2 separate regions of the Podarcis muralis genome follow, and region 1 is linked to region 2. Evidence: chromatin contacts called from public Hi-C data. All regions are on one chromosome and are shown on one strand. The core of a region is the stretch at or near the end of the contact, and the rest is flanking DNA. Distances in the headings are between cores, read along the strand shown. Region 1 holds the start of RABAC1 (Rab acceptor 1). Region 2 holds the start of ZNF574 (zinc finger protein 574).

Region 1 (7,235 bases), core at 533-3,032, 200 kb before region 2:
GCTAAGGTGATGGGAAAGACCTCTCTAGGAGAGCTGCGCCCGTTAGAGCAGACCTGCTGAGCTAAACCAGAAGAACAGATAGTTTGGTCTGATAGAAGGAAGCATTCTTTGATCAGCTTTGAGGATTGAACTCAACCAAGTGCAAGCACTTGTGAAACACAGACAATTGCACATTCCGTGCCTGCTTAGCCATGCAGCCACTTTCTTCCCTATCCTCTGTTGCTTCACCTCTGGTGATCGTAGGCGCCTCAGGGCAAGGACTACTAACAAGGATAGAGCCAAATAAATAAATAAATGATTATCTCAATTGAGTACAAAGGAACTTAATGCTATAAATTAACAGGCCCAACTGAACCATCCCATATTACCTTCTGAGACAGCATAATCCTATGTTCATATATTTGGAAGTAAGTCCATCGGTGTTCAGCTGGGCTGAGGTAACGTGCATAAGAGCAGAACCTCTTTGTTTATCGCCACTGTATTTTCATGTGTCTTACAGCAATGTGAGGTGAGGGTGCCCTAAAAGGTGTTTAAAATATTCTATAAATAAAATAACAGATAAATAGATAAGGTTTGCAAAGCTGAGGGAAGATTAACTACCCCATTAAAAACAAAGGGTTGGTCAGATAAGCAAGAAAAAAATCTAGTCCTTTATCCTCGATCCACCAACAATTAATACAAATACATGTGTGCGACTACAGCTGCAAGAATGTTATTTGCCCCAAAGTGGAAGGATGAAGAGGTCACAAAGAAAAAAGATTGGATATAGAAACTAATGGAGTATGCAGAAATGGCGAAAGTTACCGGAAGAATAAGAAATCAAGATAATAAACTTTTTAGAAAGGAATGGAAGTGGTCTATTGAGTATTTACAAACAGACTGTAAACAGATCTAGACATTGGCAGGATTATTGTAAAAACCTGAAAAATATATATATATATAATATGTTGTTGCTGCTGCTGCTGTTGTTGTTGTTCAGTTTGTATACTGTCCATCTGAAGATCATAAGGCAGTTCAAAACATAAAAATATATGAGATATATGTATGAGAATAGATGATTAAAAGAATAAGTTAAGGCAATCTGGAGTATGCAGGAAAGGACGAAAATAAATGTAAAGAACCACAGAAAGAGGGGGAAGGGAGTCAAAACTGAAAATGTTAAAACTTGGTTAAACAATTGTTGTAAATTATTATTGTTATGAATGAAAATTATAATTTTTTTTTAAAAAAATGATACAAATAAGGACAAAATGAAATACTTATACTGCAGAAAGCACAAACATATCAGACACTACAGTATTCTTATAGATCCGGTTGACTGCATAAACAAGAAAGCCACTATTACCCTCACCCACCAGATATTTGTGTGCGTGTGGCCAGGCCTGGGGGTTGTAGTCCAGCAATATCACAGCATTGTAGAGATGGAAGGGATCCTGATGGTCATCTAGTCCAACCCCTTGCAATGCAGGAATCTATCAGAAGGCCTACAGGTTCCCTAGCAAATGAGAAAAAGGTGAGAGGTCCGCCAGCCAGAAAACAGCAACTAACCACGCACACTTAACATATATTTTATTGCAACCTTGCCAACCCGGTGTCCCACTTAGAGATTTTGGACTACAACTCCCATCAGCGCAAGCATACAGCCATGGTGGCTAGGGCTGATGGGAGTTGAAGTCCAAGACTAGGTGTGGGGGCGGGCGGTAAAGGCTGCTTTGTTACGCCCATGCGCGGAAGGTGGCGCTTCCGCACTCTCCTTCGCCCTCACTTGCTACGGGAGCTGCAAGCACTGGAAGACTACATTTCCCAGCATGCTCCCCGCCGCCTGCGAACGTAAACGCGCGTTCCTCCTCCTGCCACGCAGCCACACTCCGCTTCCGGCGAGGAGCTGGACCAGATTCCAAAGGAGGCAGGTGAGTGAGCGGGGGGTTCGGCTGTTGCCAGGGGCAACCCTGGATGCAGGGGGAGTCTTGGTCGCAGAGCATCCTCTGGGCCGCTCTGAGGCGGAGGCGCCTGGAAGGGGGCTTAATATATATATATATTTTGCTGAGCTTGTAGCTCCCCTGCCCCGCTTGCAAGTCAGCCAAAAGCTGCTAAAATGTGTGAGACACACCCTGCGCTATCAGGGCTTTAGCGAGGGAAGGCCTCGTCATCAGGCTGTGCTCAGGGGATTAGGTGCCCACCCTGAGCCGGTAGTAAACCAAATTGGACACTGCTCCTCTCTTCTCTCCTTAAACCTTGCATCTTGGCTAATAAGGAGGCGGACTTCAGTAATATGGCGCCCTGAGCGAGGACAAAATTTGACGCTCCCCCTCCCCAATATTTCTTATTTACCCATATGTTTACCCGTATAAATATAGGTGTTATTATTAGGCTTCCTCTTGGCTCTGCACCCTGTGCAGGAGAACTGCCCAAACAGAATATTAAAAACATGATAAAACATCAAACGTTAAAAACTTCCCTAAACATAGTGTACCTTAAAAGCATAATTAACCAATTAGTTATTTAATTATGTTGTCAGTAATATATCACCCTCCTGTTGTGACTCTTCTAATCCAACCAGTCTACTGTTCTGGATCTGCTTGGCACTTTTTTGTGCTAGCTGGCTCCTCTGTACAGGATATATTTGTTTACAGAGCTGTGGGTGGATTTTATAAGGCACTTGCTGGCTAAGAAAGAACTGCAAATTTTCCTCCCGAAAAGTAAAACTGGTCAGATTCTGCTGCTGAGTGGTTTTATTTGGAATTTGCGCGGGAGAAGGAAGGGTGCAGAAAAAGGCAAACAAGATGTCTGGAACCATCACCTTGGTGCCTAGATAATTGTTGGGTTACCAGACGAAAACAAAGTACAAGGGGCAGCTATGATTTGTAAAAATTCCGGTGGCTGATCCTCCTTGTACTGGGGAGCAGGATTTAGAGGGGCTACATGCAAGTGAAATAAGCAATTAGGAATGATGTATGTATCCCACAATTCCTCACAAGCTCAGAATATCCTCTCTCTCTCTCTCTCTCTCTTTTTTGGCTTTATCTTCGTGCACTGTCTAATCAAATTACTGAAATCAGAGGGGCTACTGATTTTAAGATGTCCAGGAGTCACTGGGAAGAACTTCCACACACTGCATAGATTCTCTTTTCCCATCCCCCTTGGTGGCTACTAGAAGCTGAATAAGTTAAAGAAATTGAGAAGAAATCCTGCAATATTGTTAACTTCCATGATTTTATCCATGACTCAGAATTCCTCTTGTTTTAGAATTTGGGTTAGCTCTGCAGAAAAGTGTGTGGGTAGTTTTTTTTGCTTTTGAATACAAGCAACCCTGCCATGTTCAGATGAATGTAGCAAAACAGCAGGTGTATTTTTGTCCAGGTTGCTGTGCCTCATTTCTATACTTTCGCTGGAGTACATTCCCCACAAAGAAGGCTCTCCAAAACACCCACCCCTCACTTTCAGGAAAGTGCCCTTCTTCTGAGCAAGGCATTGTGGATGAGATCGTCTCAGAGGCCGTCTGCACTGTCAACTCTTTGCCACTCTGGCAGCAAATATTTGTTTAAAGCTAGCTTCTGAAGGCTTAATGTTTTTGAGTAACAGTTGCCGGAAGGCACAGGAGGAGCGGGTTCTCAGGTCCTGCCTTTCAGGTTTCCCACAGACATTTGGTTGGCCACTGTGAGAACAGGATGCTGGACTAGATGGGCCATTGGCCTGATCCAGATGGCTCTTCCTATGCTCATATGTGATTCTTAAACAAATCAGATGTGAAATTGCTGATCTTCTTAACAGAAACATGTAACATGTCCCTAAGATCAGCCTCCATATTGGGGACCGGAAAGCAGTCAAGTGAGCATCATTAAATTTTATTTTGCCTGTTTATAATGTGTGAAGTGCCCCTTAGATTCTACATCCTAAACCAACAATGGTCTTCTTTCCTAGCTTTCTCTGGACAGCACTCCGATCTCCACACCTGTCTCCGCCACCAACTTCTGAGTGTTACGCCTGACTCTCTCTCCCTCTTCCCCCATCTCTCTGTAGCGCTGCCTTCTCTGTTATTGACCGAAGCGCAATGGCAAGCAAAACAGGACCCGAGCATCTCTTCAACCCTGCCACTGAAATGGAGACAGCAGGGACCGTGTTGGGCACAAAGTAAGGAGCTGGGAGGGGGTGGGGGAGCCCCTTAAATGGGATGGAGCATTATAGTTTTAAGATTGGGGTGAGGAACTGGTGGCCCAGAGCCCAAACCCTGCCCAGTCATTTGGACAGGCCATGCAGACTCTCCTGGGCCTTGCCTCTCCTTGGGAGTGGTCCAAAGAGGACCACGGCAGCAGCACCTTCTGAAATGGCTGAAGCAGGAGGTAGGCTGAGCAGGGCAAGCATTGGAGAAGTGGCGGTTTCCCAATGAACTTGTTGTGACTGCTACTCAGCTGAGCAGGATGGAGAGATAAGTCTGCCTCACGTTCCCCATCTCCTACTGCCCACCGAATTGGAAACAGCTGAGCAGTGGCAAAGAGGAGGCTGTGTTTGTGTTTTCTGCTGTACGTAAGGGTCATGTGTACATGAGGGTGTGTGGTGGCCTCCCCATTAGGGCTGGGTGATATATTGATATATCATTGAAACATTGCGAGCTGCAGCTATGCACCCTTTGGACACACCCACTGCCTGCATCTGGCTCCTTGGAAAGTTGGCTCCAAAGGAATGTAGCCCTTGTCTTGAGAGCAGATTCTCCCATCCCTGCTCCAGCAAATAAGGCTGCTAGCTCTGTCCTGGGTCTCTTCGTTTGGAGTTTTTTTGGGGGGGGGCATGTTGACTGAGATAGGGCTGAAACCCTATATACCCGCGGTCTCTCTCGCCAGAGTGGTGCATGCTCTAGTTATCTCTTGCTTGGACTACTGCAATGCGCTCTACGTGGGGCCTTCTGGCGGTTCCCTTGCTGCGAGAAGCCAAGTTACAGCGAACCAGGCAGAGGGCCTTCTCGGTAGTGGCACCCCCCCCCTTACATGTCATGGAAATAAACAACTGCCAGACTTTTAGAAGACATCTGAAGGCAGCCCTGTTTAGGGAAGCTTTTAATGTTTAACAGACTATTGTATTTTAATATTTTGTTGGAAGCCGCGCAGAGTGGCTGGGGAAACCCAGCCGGATTGGTGGGGTATTATTATTATTATTAATAATAATAATAATAATAATAATAATACTTATACCCCAGCCACTCTGGGCGGCTTTCAACCGAATATTAAAAACAATACAGCATCAAACATTAAAAACTTCCCTAAACAGGGCCACCTTCAGTTGTCTTTTAAAAGTAAAATAGTTGCTTATTGCCTTGACATCTGGTGGGAGGGCGTTATTATTATTATTATTATTATTATTATTATTATTATTATTATGTGGCTCTTGTAACTTGCCCCTCTTCTCACTCCCTGTTCTCCTGGCCTCCCCTCCCCTTCTTCCCCAGGATCAACATCCCAGCTCTCCTGCCCCAAGGACCCGCCAAGGAGTGGCTGGATCAGCGCCGGGCCACCATCCGGCCCTGGGCCAACTTCATCGACCAGCGGCGCTTTGGGAAGCCTCGGAACTTTGGGGAGCTCTGCAAGCGGCTGGTGCGCAACGTGGAATATTTTCAGAGCAACTACGTCTTTGTCTTTCTGGGACTCATCGTCTATTGCCTGTGAGTGGGGTTTTGAGGGCGTGGGAAGGAAGCCTCTTAACTATGAGGGCGTCACTGAGCATGCACTGATCAGCCTTTTGCCCCACAGCTGGGATAAGCCACAGAAGCTGGTCTCAGGGGAAGGCTGCTTTAGGCACAAGATGTGGAAATATCCCTTCTGACAGAGCAATTTTTTGTTTGTTTGTGATGATACTGAGGTGTCATTGGAAGAAAGAATGGAGAGAGCAGCGAAGAAGTTGCATGTTTGCCCTGAAGCAGTAAATTGTATGTTGATGACATACAAATAGAGATAGACAAATAGTCAAAGTTAGCATATCAGGCAGGAGGTTTCAGGTTAGCATTTTTCCTTTTTTTGGTGGGGAGTGCATTCAGTCGAGAACATTTATTTCACTTTTCAAGGGAGCATTTAGACATTCAGTTCTGCCACCTGCGATATGAAACAGTAGCTCTCAGAGGCAGACAAATTACAAGGAGGATCTGCAAGCAGGTTGGCTTTAGCTCTTATGCAGAATTTTGCTGCTTAAGGGTCACTGAGGAATACTGTGTAATGTCCCAAAGCCGGGGACCCTTTTATGATTATTACTGTGATTTGGGGAGAGGGTTGGATTGATGATCCGTGATCTTTCTTGACGCTTCTAACCCCCTGGCCTTCTCTCTCTGCCCTGGCAGCATCACGTCTCCACTGCTCCTGATTGCGCTTGCTGTCTTCTTTGGAGCCTGTTACATCATTTACCTGAAGACCCAGCAGTCACAACTTGTTGTCTTTGGTACGTAGAGGGAGGCTGGCATTGACGAGCCGTGTGTGATAGGCAAAATTCATACCAGTACAATAGATTGCGTGCTGATTACATAACTGCCACGATCACTGAAGCCATAACATTGCCCGTTTTCTTCTATATTTCTCTAAAGCCACCCACTAACCTTGTTTTCCGAGTGGCTTACGGCATAAAACGATGACATACAGTCAAAACATAATATTGTAAAATAAAGTAAAAAACCTGCAGTATAGGACAGAATAAAAGCAGTGTTTCAGAACGCTAAAAACGCAGATTTCTAAAAAGCCTGGGAAATGAAAGTGACTTCATCTGGTGCCAAAATAACCATAAGGTAGACATTCCCACAGCTGGGGGGCACTGCAGCACTGCAAGGCCCTGTCTCTGGTAGCCACCCATTTCACTTCATTTAGCAGGTATACCTGGAGCAGGGCCTCTGAAAAGGATCTCCCAGGTTAGACTCACAGAATTGTGGAGTTGGAAGGGACCACGAGGGTAATCCAGTCCAACCCCCCCTGCAATACACAATCACCCACAACCCCGAGATTAAGTCTCTACCTCCTGAGCTATCCCAGCATAGGACTCGGGTAGGTATATTGGGGAGAAGGCGATCTTCCAGGGATCTTTACCGGTTGCTGGAAATCTCAAGCAGGAGGAGTGCTGCTGTGCTCATGTCATGAAAAGGGGAGGGGGCAGTTCTTGGCCATGTGATTCGAGCACCCCGGCCCCTTTCGTGGGCGACACTCCTTGAAGCTCTCTCATGCCTTGAAGCATCCTTGAAGGTTGCAGCTCCCAGAGTAGCCACCAGG
Region 2 (6,852 bases), core at 2,052-4,551:
TTGGATTGCACTGTAAATCAGAGTTCTGTGATTTCATGATTTTAAATTGCCAAGGAAAAGGCTGAATATAAATAAATGATTTAAATCACATCTAAGAGCAGGATCCAAACAATCACTATGGCTTCTGCATGGGAAGATAGGTAGATTGGAAAACGGTTTAAAAAAGAAGCAATAGGAGGATTGTTTTCAAAACAGATGGAAACAAGTATTAGGATATCCCATGAGCTTCTGTTTCATTAGACACCTGGAGCTGGGGTAAACGATGAGACAGCTAAGTTTGAGGACAGAATTGGGCATCTGACTGGTCAGAAAGGATCAACTCAATTTTGGACAAATGTTGTCAAATAATGATTAACTATTTGTAAACTAGTAGGCTTATTTAAGCAAGAAATATTTTTGATCACCAACAGGCTTGATACTTACACTAATTACAAAAAACCCAAAGAACCATGGAATGGCCAAATTAACTAAAGTCAAACTGCTATGTTAGCGACACCTAAGTGATCACCCCAAAGCGCAAGCCTATGTATGGAGCTCCTGGCCTGCCCAGATGACAAGACCCCCCCTCAGCCTCAGTGATGTGGTCCAAAGGAAAGCAGAGTGATCTATTTGGCACCAGCTTGGCTGCTGGAGTTGTTAGGAGGCAGCCTACAAGGTACCATCCAACTGCATTGGGGACTCCAGTCCAGATTTGTGTAGGGTTTACTCCTTAGCCTCCTCTTCTCCCAAAGATAGCCCACAAAGCAGCAGAAGTTTAGGATCATTCTCCTAGATGGGCTACCTTCCCAGGTTGATGAGCCCCATCTGCCCCGCACTCCCTTCTACAGCACCTGCAGAAACCACCTTGACTGTAGGACTATTGGTCTTGTCTGCTCAATCTGTGGAAGCCTGTCTTTGAATGCAGGGGAAGTCGCTAACTCACAGAGGGTTTGAGATCCACCTGTCACCCTCACCTGGTTTAGCTGGCCAATTGAAGCCATTTCCTGAGGTGTGGCTGCTGTCACATGCTGACAGCTTCTAGGAGCCACAACCTGCCCCCCCCCCACCACCACCAGAGGTACTACCCTTCCCCTAACACCCCTATGTTAAGTAATGTTTTTCTAAATGTGCATGTTTAGTAAACAGACTTTTAAAAGAATTTATCCTGAAACACCAGGGTCAGCCAATAGTTACAATTAAAATCAAGAAATAAAAGTAAAGGTAATTATTTAAACACGCACACACAACTCAATTGTGCTAAGTTGAAAGTAGGTCAATTTTCAATCATTTAGGAAGAGCTTTGCTAGGTCCAACCAAAGGCCCATATTGTCTAGCACTCTGTATCCCCATGGTGGCTCATCTGACTAGGTCAACTGACAATATTGATTAGGATTATAGCCCATTAGCTACTCAAAGATCTCAAGCTCGCTTATAATGCATTTAAAGAGCAAGGAAACATTTAATTGGAATATTATTAGTTTGTCATAGGGCAGGGCTTCCTCTGCCAGGTTCTCGCGGCTGCTGATGTTTCTTGCAGATCTTGGCAGCAAATGTAAGAGGCACTGACATGCAAATGTCCTCCAGTGTACAGCAGCCTTCCCTAGTTCTCAGCAGTTCCAACTGCCACATTGCAGCTGAATTTCTGGTGCACTGCATGTTTCAGAGAAAATAACCAGTCAATGGATCTGTATGCAAACGCTATTTGAGGAGGACACTACATTATTAAGGATGGGGATCCAAAAGGATCTCTCCTTAATGGATGAACAGGCAACAAAGACAAACAATATTTGATTTAAGTGCAAAATGATGCACAGGGGAGGGGGGAAGCATAGCTTTAATACTGTGGATATTTCAAAAGTAGTTGTGATCTAGCATGGGAGTCACTTCAGAGAAAATAAGTCAACAATATTACTAGGACGGTCCATATAGTCTGCAGATTTTTAAGCTGTTCTTTAGATCCCAGTCAGGAATGTCCAACACATTCCAGAAGCAAGGCTATTACTAGTCACAATCATGTTTTTCCATGAGATGGAATGTAAATGTCTGTGTAGTGTACTGGCAGCGTAATAAATATTCATCATTTTTCTCAGTGACCTATTATCACCTTTATAAGTCTTGACCTGAGAACAGATTAACATAAACATGTCTTTTACATAGAAAATGAGGTTTTATCTCAATGTGTTTGATAGGAGATCACTAGTCCAGTTGTATAAGATTATAATATATACATTTTATTTGCATTTAATTACTGTAAGTTGCGGTATTAAACAATCTTATTTCAAGGGGGGAGGAATACTCCAATTTAAATTCATCTTTGAAAAAATGAAAATCTGATTTTTACCCCACCAGCTGTTTCTGAGGCTTGAGCTGTATTTCACCTGGCTTCAGGGTGCATCTCCCACATACCTTCGCGGTCTAAAGCCACGGACCAGCCCCAGAAGGGCCTGTGGCTCTAGAAGGACATCCAATCTTGCCTGCTCCAGCACACACCAAGACTGAGAAAGTCGGTCCTCTGAAAACATGAGTTCAAAAGAAGACTGTAAATAAGTAGACAGCAAGCAAAGGTGCAGATCAGCCCCTCATCCCCACTGCAAGGCTGAACAGACCCCTCAGTGATTTGACATCCAACCCCTCATCAGGGGACTGCACCCTTCCCTTCAGTTTTTTGTTTGCTTACACAGGAGAGGATCAGAGCCTCCAGTTCACACTTTCTTCCAATCCTGCCCTTGACAGCAGCTCTCACTCCTCTTTCTCTCCACCTCACTTCTGAAAAGAGGACCCCCCCTCCTCTCTCTCTGCCCACCCCGCCCCCCATCAGCAACAAAGAGCCTTATGATACCTTGGCAAGACTAGCGCATTAACCGCAGCACGATTTCACGGGCCACAACCTACATCCTCAGGTAGTTCTCCAGGTCTCCCTGTGCATCCCCTTCGCCCATCCTCCTCTGCACATGGACGCCTGCCCCGCTTCTCCTCCGCCCCAGCCCCCTTCACAGGGGTCTGATTTCCCAGTCTGTGCATGGGGGCTCCCATTCCCCTCCACCACCACCCCCATTTTCACGGGGGGTGGGGTCAAATCCACCAGGCACTCGCCCTCTTTGCATGGGGCGTGCTGGGCTCCCCTCCCCCACCCTTGCGGGAGGGGCCACTTCCCCTCCCTCCCCCACAACCCTGCAAAGTGGGGGGGGCGGTGGCTCCGCTCTGGGCTTCCTTACCTTCCCCACCCCCACCCCACCCCCCGTCCCGCCTTGGGCTCCCCCCTGCACTAGGGGCGCTCTCCCCGAGTCCCCCTCCTCCCCTCACCTTTTCCTCCCTTCTGTCCCCCACAGCCCAGCCTTCTCTCTCACCCTCCTCCCAGAACAAACCGCCTGCCGATTGGGTCGCGGCGGGCGGCCAATCGGCAGGCCGCTTGCTCAAGCCCGCGCCCAATCGGGGCCGTCCTTCCTACCCGACGCGCGAGCCCTTGCCCGAACCCGTCGGGATCCGTATAGGCGATCTGAACACTGACGTCATCCGGAGGCCGAAGCGAGGCTGCGCCTGGCGCGTCGAGGAAGTGGGCGGGGCTGGAAGGGAAAGCGAGGGAACCCGCTGGCCGGGAAGGAGAGAGAGAGAATGGGGGGGAAATGGCAGTTGGGTTGTACCAAAAAAGCGGCGGGGGAGGGGGGTGTCTGAGAAGACCAGAAACGTCTAAATAGCGGTTTAAGTGATTACAAGGAGAAGTCAACCGATATTTATGAACCTAAAAGCATTTGTTCTGCTTTTTTAATGACGTTTATATATTCCCTTTTTTTGCCAAGGCACCCTTCCTCCTCGCTTCTGCTCCCCTAAGGAGGGAACGTAGACCCTTCTCAAGCTGCCCCTAGGAAAAGCTCTCCTCAGACCGTTGATGGTTCTCTCGGGTGCCGAGGGTCACGTGCCCCTGGCTTGGGTTTCCTGCGGAGTACTTGTAAAGCGCCCTCTCAAGGTCGGAGAAACCTGTGGCCGCCAGATCGGGGTCCCTGCGTTGGTGGACTACAACTCCCATGAGCCATTGGGCCAGTGCTTGCAAGGCCTGATGGGAGTTGGAGTCCACCTGTGAATAACGCTGGGTCTTCTCAGTTGCTTGGATTCCTGAAGCACAGTTCCATGCTTGCCAGTACCGGATTTGCATATAAGCTAAACAAGCTATAGCTTAGGGTCCCACTCTCTTGGCCCCCCCCAAAAAAAAATTAAAGGAAAAAAACACTTGATGTACATTTCCAAAATATAAGTTAAAAAAACAAATAAAACCTACACACAGTGTTATGTACTAAAGTTCTCACCCTGAGCCAGCAGGGGGATACTGTAGATACCGTAGTTTTCCATCTGGTCCACATGTGCAAATAAGGAATTGAAAGTGATATTCAGTGATTGGATAGTTACAGAAAGTTGTTACTGTTGCGTTGTAGTGGAGCTCTGTATAAGCAGGTTGGCTGAACCCTTCAGTTCAGTTCTGGCCTGTGAATAAGCAAGCTGTCTGAAAAATCACTGTGTCGTCTGATATATTCACCCACAACTTAACACACAGCAATAGTGTTTTGTGTTGCGTAGGCTCCTATGATGTAACTAATGCTAGCCTGCTCCCTAAAATATCACTAGTTTGCTCATTTCTATATATAGGGTGCCTACATTATGGTGCTGGAGGAGACTCTTGAGAGTCCCATGGATTGCAAGAAGATCAAACCTATCCATTCTTAAGGAAATCAGCCCTGAGTGTTCACTGGAAGGACAGATCGTGAAGCTGAGGCTCCAATACTTTGGCCACCTCATGAGAAGAGAAGACTCCCTGGAAAAGACCCGGATGTTGGAAAAGATGGAGGGCACAAGGAGAAGGGGGCGACAGAGGACGAGATGGTTGGATAGTGTTCTCGAGGTTACCAGCATGAGTTTGACCAAACTGCGGGAGGCAGTGGAAGACAGAAGTGCCTGGTGTGCTCTGGTCCATGGGGTCACGAAGAGTCGGACACGACTAAACAACTAAACAACAACATTTCTGCATGGACTGGTTGCATGGCAACATGTGCAAATTGCTTTAGATACCGATTAGGTCCATAAATTACCATATAGCATGTATTCAACACAAAAAAACAGTGGCAATTTGTTGCTGACAAAGGACAGCTGGACATACAAAGGGCCCCATTACCTTCAGTAGCTTAGGGTCTCATCAAACCTAAATCCGGCCCTGATGCTTCCTGTCGCCCAACCACCCTGTGTGCGGGCTCTCAAGGGTCATCTAGTCCAACCCCCTCTAATGAAGCCACACTGACAAGTTACATCACATTTGCAATGCAGGACCCCCACCCCCAAAGAATTCTGGGTATTGGAGTTTGTTAAAGTTGCTGGGAGTCGTAGCTTGTGGGGGGAGAACTACAGTTCCCAAGAGTCTGGGGGAAGCCATGACCGTTCAGGGATATGACTATCGTTAGTGTTAGATTGTTCATGTACACTCCAATTTATTCTGCATCTTGAGTTCTTCCGCTGCTGGTTTGGAAAGCGGTGTGCACATAGCTTTAGCCACAATCCGTGTGTTTGTGTGTGTGTGTGCGTGTGTAGCATATATATAGAAAGGAGAAATCATTGGATGCCAAGATCCAAATTTCACTCAAGTACATACTTCTTTGGTGAGAGAACCCCAGCAGAATCATAGAATTGTAGGATTGTACAAGGCGTCATCTAGTCCAACCCCCCGCTATGCAGGAATCTTTTTGCCTATGGTGTGGTTTGAACCCACCACCCTGAGATTAGGAGTCTCATGCTCTACTGGTTGAGCTATTGAGCTATGCTAAAGGCACAAAATATGTAACAAAGTAAAGGGACGCGGGTGGCACTGTGGGTTAAACCACAGAGCCTAGGACTTGCCGATCCAAAGGTCAGCGGTTCGAATCCCCACGACGGGGTGAGCTCCCGTTGCTCGGTCCCTGCTCCTGCCAACCTAGCAGTGCAAAAGCACGTCAAAGTGCAAGTAGATAAATAGGGACCGCTCCGGCGGGAAGGTAAACGCTGCTCTGGTTTGCCAGAAGTGGCTTAGTCATGCTGGCCACATGACCCGGAAGCTGTGCAGCGGCTCCCTCGGCCAATAAAGCGAGATGAGCACCACAACCCCAGAGTCGGTCACGACTGGACCTAATGGTCAGGGGTCCCTTTACCTTTACCTTTAAACTGTGCAAACATAAGCTGTTAGATCTTTAAACTATGCCCCTTCAAGCGAGTTCCAAAATTTCCCTCTTCCCCCCACATAGGAAAAAACCATGTTTGATAAGTTAAAATTTGGTTTACTTACAAACTCTTCAAAGGTCTGGTTCATGCTCTTTTCCATATATCAATAAGAAAAACTGGCAGCAAAACCTAGCTTAATTACTAAGTGGTAAAAGTTCTTAGACTACAGCATTGGTATAGGAACTCAAGAGTGGCTGGTGAAAGCCATGTGGTTGAGCTGGAGGACACTGAGCTTCTCAGATAAATGGGGAGCGAACAAGGGCTTGATTACCCATTTCCTCCCAAGGTAAAGGGAAGTGACATAGCTACGCCTGGCAGGACAGCATACTCTATGGTATTAATTCCTTCGTGTATTAATTAGACTTAAGCATTTTGGTTATATGAGGCTGGGCTGTGTTTTAAGCTGTTAATGTGAGCACAGCATTTTCTCCCTCTTGGAAACTCAAATCACCACTCAACTGCTGGGCAAGTCACTGTCTTGTTCGACTGACGAACAGAATTGTCAAGAGGCTTCAGCGTACAGCTGCGAGAATTAAACAAAGCAGGCCAGTTCCAGATTGAATTAACCACATTTTACTAGTTAAATGTTTGCATGCTTCAAAGTTATTTATTCTTAAAATGGTACTAAAACTGGCAAAA

Evidence for each region. Hi-C and Micro-C count contacts between places; a contact is called where the count stands out from the background.
Region 1: a Hi-C map of tail shows a contact between it and region 2, with 5 times the contacts expected there. The contact joins the promoter of RABAC1 here to the promoter of ZNF574 in region 2. A contact is called at or near these places in 2 of 3 Hi-C or Micro-C datasets (blood and tail).

The regions. Positions count from the first base shown.
Region 1 is chr7:81,075,019-81,082,253 of rPodMur119.hap1.1, reverse strand. RABAC1 (Rab acceptor 1) reads left to right here and starts at 1,782. Exons shown (of 6, transcript XM_028742283.2): 1 at 1,782-1,910; 2 at 4,021-4,131; 3 at 5,441-5,653; 4 at 6,323-6,420. The coding sequence starts at 4,052.
Region 2 is chr7:80,875,288-80,882,139 of rPodMur119.hap1.1, reverse strand. ZNF574 (zinc finger protein 574) reads right to left here and starts at 3,301. Exons shown (of 3, transcript XM_077932204.1): 1 at 3,283-3,301; 2 at 2,386-2,491.